Linked DNA regions of Sus scrofa: region 2 is linked to region 1. A link is a contact called in public Hi-C data. All regions are on one chromosome and are shown on one strand. The core of a region is the stretch at or near the end of the contact, and the rest is flanking DNA. Distances in the headings are between cores, read along the strand shown. Region 1 overlaps TGFBR3 (transforming growth factor, beta receptor III). Region 2 overlaps TGFBR3 (transforming growth factor, beta receptor III).

The links. A called contact is a pair of places that touch in the nucleus more often than the background predicts.
Region 2: a Hi-C map of fetal heart ventricle shows a contact between it and region 1, with 1.8 times the contacts expected there. A contact is called at or near these places in 3 of 47 Hi-C or Micro-C datasets (adipocytes, fetal heart ventricle and heart right ventricle).

What each region holds. Positions count from the first base shown.
Region 1 is chr4:125,191,148-125,194,198 of Sscrofa11.1, reverse strand. The region is part of intron 1 of TGFBR3 (transforming growth factor, beta receptor III); the gene reads right to left. Among named protein-coding and RNA genes, the nearest start is that of TGFBR3, 55 kb to the right of the region's middle.
Region 2 is chr4:125,265,059-125,268,159 of Sscrofa11.1, reverse strand. TGFBR3 (transforming growth factor, beta receptor III) reads right to left here. Exons shown (of 18, transcript NM_214272.1): 6 at 1,325-1,472. Among named protein-coding and RNA genes, the nearest start is that of TGFBR3, 130 kb to the right of the region's middle.

The sequences.
Region 1 (3,051 bases), core at 4-2,503:
CTTAGCCTGGTACACAAGGCCTTTCTTTTTTTTTTTTTTTTTTGGTCTTTTTGCCTTTTCTAGGGCCACTTCCATGGCATATGGAGGTTCTCAGGCCAGGGGTCTACTTGGAGCTGCAGCTGCCGGCCTTTGCCACAGCCATAGCAACACAGGATCTGAGCCGCGTCTAAAACCTACACCACAGCTCACAGCAATGCTGGATCCCCAACCCACTGAGCAAGGCCAGGGATCGAACCCGCAACCCCATGGTTCCTAGTCAGACTCGTCAACCACTGTGCCACGACGGGAACTCCCACAAGGCCTTTCTTGATCATCCTGTCTCTTGGCCTCAGCCCTCCCGCCTCCAGCAAAGCCCAAGTGGCTTAAAGGTTTCAACTCCATGTCTTCATCCAAGCTTGTTTCCTTTTTCCCAAAGCCTTTCCTGCTCTTTCTCCACGCCTATAACCAACACCCCTTCCTCTGTCCCCTGTAACGTCTCTGCCCCCTCTGCTGTCGCATTTTCTGCACTGTAACCACCAGTGCACATGTCTGTCTTTGCCAGTCCAGTGTGAGCTCCTTGGGAGCTCTGGGTCACTCTCTCTGTATCCTCAAGCACCCACCAGAGCGCCCCACCTGCACGAGATGCTCAAAAAATCATTGAGCTTTAAAAAAAAAAAAAATGCCCCCTTTCTGATTGGTGATTAGGGACCTGGATTTGGTTGTGAGGAGCTAACGTGGGAGACAGACTGGACAGTAATGGGATGTCCATTAGCTGAACTGATAGAGGGCCATCCAGAAACAAGAAGGAAGTGGCGACACTTAAACCTCACACACCTCTGTAAGCTTGGTATTGTCCCCATCGCGCCCTGGAGACAGAACACCATGGCATATTCTCAACCACAGCCTTCCAGATGAAAGCCGATCAAAGGCCTGAATGCACTCCAGTTGGTTCCTCCTGACGTCTACACAAGACAAGTCCCTCCAGGATGACAGCCCGAGTTGCAAATGCAAACACAGGTCACAAGCAGGCACTCCTGCCGCCGCACTGCGGTCCTATAAGCAGACAGCCTGCCCGGTGTGCCAAGTCTATTTCAGAACTCAGGGAAATTATCTAGGCTGATAACAGTCAGCTGGTCTGAAACGAAGTGTGTGCCTTCTCAAAGAGTCACTGCCACCCTCCGCACCGCCCTCCCGTGCCCAGCTGCTCTCTGAGGGGAAGGCAGAAGGTACCGGACACAGGGGTCCCTGGAGTCCCCGAGCGGGTCCCCCGCCACCCTCCTGCCCTCACCAGCCGCAGTCAGACGCCGGATGTAGTCCCCACCGCAGAGCTCCAGGAATCGTCCCCTGCTCCTCCTTGGCTCCGGGATGAGCAGGGGCGACTGCTCCCACACCAGGAGGCCCTCCTGACCTGCCTCACAGCCTCCTGCCACGAATTCGTCTTTGTCACAAATTAAGCACAAACAAAAACACTTTTCACTTTCATTTCTGTATGTAGGTGCGAAGCTCTGACAGGGCTGGAGAGCTGCCCAAAGCACACCTGCACAGGGCTGGCAATCTGCCTTATATGCCACCAGCACCCACCAGGGTCTCCCATAAGGCCCCACATCCCTCATCTCCACACTGGGCGAGAGCACAAACTCACTGGTAACTAACCAGAGCATCAGGTCTTCCCCAAAGAGGGAGAGAAGCAGAGAGGGGCTGCCCCAGCTGAAGACACGTGCTCTTTGCCTTAAGAGTCTCTGTTCTCTGTCCTACCAGGGTCCAAGACAGGACACAGCCCACTTCACGAGCTGCAGCACCAGCCATGAGTTAGGAGGCAGGGTCCAAGGTCAAAGGAGAGAGAGCAAGGCACAGAGCACACTCTGATCAGGTGAAACAACAGCCACACTTCACAGAGCCCCCCTGGGGCGGGTGTTACACACCCTCAGTACAGGGAGCCCTGGACCCTCAGACACAGCATAGGGCTGGGCTTTGAGGCTCCTTAGGGCATTCTTCTCCTCCAAGTTTAAAAAAGAAAAAAGCCGTAATAACATGTGATTAATACATCCTCGAGCCAAAAAGGTGAAGCCAAAGACGAAAGAGAAGAAGGAGAAGAAAGGGAAAGGGGGGAAGATGAGCAAGGAGAAGACGAGGAAAAGGAAGGAAAGCAAAAGGAAGGGGAGGGGAAATCAGGAACTAGCCCCCCACCCTCCAAGGGTAGAGAAGAAAGGGTGCCTTCACCAGTTCAACACACAATGTCCATCTGGTCTAGGAAGTCATAAACACACACACACACAGCTCCCGTTAAGTGCTCGCTCTAGGCCGGGCAGTGCTAGGTGCTGTGTATCCTTCCAACAGCCCCACAAGATGATGTCTCAACCCCATTTTAAAGCACAGGACAGCAACTTCAATGAACTTGATTCTTCCTAGGTTCCCCCAGTCACCCAAGGCCTCAGACTCAGATCTGGATCTCTGTAAGGTGAAATTTTTCGTTAAAAAATGCTGGCCCCAGATGGACTCACTGGTGAATTCCACCTAACATTTAAGGAAGAAATTACACCCACCCTCTTCACCCTCTTTCATGAGACAGCAGCAGCACAGGGAATCCTTCTTAACTTATTCTACCTCATTACCCTAGTACCAAAAGCAGACAAAGACACTCTAAGAAAACCAGAGACCAATATCTCTCATGAACACAGATGCAAAAATCCTCAACGAAATATCAGCAAACTTAATCCAACAATGTAGACAAGCAATCACACCACAATCAACTGGGATTTACTCCAAGTATGCAACATTTTTGACTTGAAAATCAATCACTGTAATCCATCTCACCACCTGACTAAAAGAAGAAAAGCGAGAAGAAAAATCATATCAACATGTCAATAGAAGCAGAAAAGGCATTTTACAAAATCTAAACAGTTATTCATGATAAAACCTCTTAGCAAATTAGGAATAGATGGGAACTTCCTTAACCAGATAAAGGATGTGTACAAAAAAATCCCACAGCTAACGTCATACTTAATGGTGAGAAACTAAAAGTTTTCTCACTAAGATCAACAAGATAAGGACACCCCCTCTTACCACTTCTTT
Region 2 (3,101 bases), core at 535-3,034, 73 kb before region 1:
TTTCCTGTTTTTGTTATTCTGAAATGAAAAACATTCGCTTGGTGTGCCAGGCAGCACAGGCTGCAGCCCCTCCGGATCACCAGCACCCTCACGCCGTGCCAGGGAAGGTAATCAAAACAGCTCTGACTTCAGAAAATCACTGCTGGGCTTTGTGCTCGGTACCAAATTAGTGTGTCACCATTACACAGGATGGCTTATTGGGATCCTCCCAAAGTTTCAAAAAAACCAAACCAAACAAACAAACCCACAGGAACCAGAAACGATTACTTTAAAATTAGCATGCATGTGCTGGTGGCTTTGCTGCTGCCTCTGGCAGATGCTCGTACATGACGTTGCCAGGGGGCTGCTGGCTCTGCCACCGCTTTATCCCCCCGAAGGAACAATAAGGACACCCAAGTCACCCCTCTCCCAAATGCGGACAACGTAAAACCCATTCCAACTGATTCGATGCAGGTACTGAAAGAGGAACCGGCCACAGGTTTTTAAAAAGACAAGGCACAAAGATTGGAGCCCCCAAACACAAAAAAATGCGAAAGAGATCATTATCTTCTTAAAAATGAGGAAGGGGACGTCTTCTTTAACTTTCAACCTAATGTGATCCACAGTCTGTCAAATAGTTAAATCTCTATAAACACACTTGAAAAAGATTCCTTTTACCAAATTCATTTCGGCATTCAACTTTTGAGGAAACCAGCTGCTATCTGCCTACCATGCCGCCCAGCTAAGCACACTAAGTCTGTTTCAGAAATGGATGCTCAGGGTACCACTGGGATGCTCTTCCAGTAGCATCTCATTAACCTCTGTGACTCTCTGTGTTTTACCCTTAGAAGTTAGAAGCAAGCCAAAAGACATGCCAATACAGGGATTTATCTCAAAGCCCCAACAAGCTGGAGTCAGGTGACCCCCACACCCCCTTAAAGACCCAGCCCCAAAGCGGGGGCTGACATTCAGGACCATGACCCTGAGGCCCCTGCAGGACTCTCAGCCACGAAAGGCTTAACTGTCTTGACACCAAGACTGGAAAACACATGCATACATTTCAGGAAATTCACCAAGAGGCAAGCGGAGTCCAGAGAGGTTAAGGGACTCGCTCAAGGTCACGGTCTGTAAATGGCAGCGTCTGGACTGACATCCGGGTCTGTGTTGACCTGAAAGGCCACATTTTTAACCACCACACCCCCTGCCCTGGTCAGGAGAAGTCAAGGAGCAGCCTATTTTTTATAAAGTGAAAAACCCTGGAGAGAAACGTCACGAACGTAACAATAACCCACACGGCTCAAAAGACTGCCAGTCCTCAGAACAAAGACACGCTCAACCAACTTACGAGAACTTTCAGATTTCCCTTAACATCGAAAGATTTGATCACCCAGTTGACGGATTTTTTGCACTTCAAGATCAGGATGAGATTTTTGACCAGTTCAGGATCCTTTCGAGAAGGTCTTATGTCAATTATTATATCCACCTGGAAAGCACTGTGAATGGAAAACAAAGGCAGCGTTACGACCCAAATGCCAGAAAGTTGCAACTCTCTCCCCTCTTCCAAGTCTTCATGTTCCCAGTGTCTGGCCAGTTGATTAAAAAGCTGGAGTGGGTCCCAGGCAAATGACATGTGCAAAACAGATTGTTAGTGCACACATAACAAAACAGTTTTACATAACAATAGAAAATGTGCCTGCAGATAATTAGACCCTAACATTTTTCTCCTCCTTGGAAAAAAAAGGTGGTTCCTTAATGCAGCCACTGTTTAAAATGGACTTGGACACACCAAAGAGTTTACTTTTGAAGCAGAATCACTGCACTTTTCAGCCTCTAACACTTTCAATGTATAACATTTTCATTTGCCAGCTGCTCAAAATCCTTCAAAACCAGAAGCGGGTGACGGTTCAGTGATTAGAAGGTGCCAGGGTGGACAGAAAAGGGAGGCATGGCGGCGAAAGAAAAAAGTTAAGTACCTTCAGAGTAGAATAAGAGGCCAAGGGCTAGACAATTTCTTGACTTATATAAGGTTTGCTTAAGCCATTAGCATTTGTTACAAAACCCTATCTGCATTTACTTTCCCCAAATTCTGGATATACAGTTATACAAATAAAAAAACCAGATGTCAACCAAGTGGTCACTGGAAAATTAATGAGCACAACCCAAACTTCTAAGAAGCCAGCACAAAAGAGGATTTTTACCAAAGAATAGCATCTCCGTCATTCTGGATTTAGGGGAAAGTCTTTATTTCCATCTCGGTTTTACACACTCGTGAAGCATAAAATGAATGATGGACTCCAAGGAAGCCTTGGGCTTAATCTTTAAGCGCATGTGCCAGATCGCATCTCTTCCCCCTCTTTTAATTTTCCCTGGAATCCTTCCCACAGGACAGGATGGAATCTTCACCAAAACTGATCTCTGATTTATTGACTTTTGAAATCAAAGTCTGATGAGAAGCTCAACGGTGCAATCCCTGCACAATATAAGTTACGTTTGAATTCACTGGCCCACAGGAAACGTAGCCCAAAGTGGGAGAAGGGTCTACCTCTCTTTCTTTGATTTTAAATCCCCTCATCATTCTTGATAGGAAGAGTTAAATTTCCAGTCCTGGTGCAGGACGCTGAGGGTGGGAGAGAGGCAATGGTATTCAGTGGCTCTTTGGTGTGTCACCATGAAGGGCCACTCCCCCCCCACACACAGCTTTGAAATAAACATACTGTGTGCAAAAGTGCTCTGGGGACACTCGAAACAGAATTTTGTTTAAAAAACATACTGTTGTTAAAATGATAAGTTTGATCATAAGGTCCATTGTGTATTTTTTCTCATCAGGGATAACCTCCGTCAAAGGAGATACCAACGGGCAAGCGTGACGGTGTCCTATGGTACAGTCGGCCCTCGGTACCCGCGGGTTCCACACTGGCAAATCCAACCAACCACAGGCAGAAAATCCCGGGCAAAAAAATTCCACAAAGTTCCAAAAGGCAAAACTGGACCTTCCCGTGTACGGGCGACTATTTATATGCCATTTGCTTTGTAGTCACGACTATTTACAAGACATGTACATCGTATTAGGTATTGTAAGTAATCTAGAGGTGATTTAAAGTATACAGGAGAATATTATATGC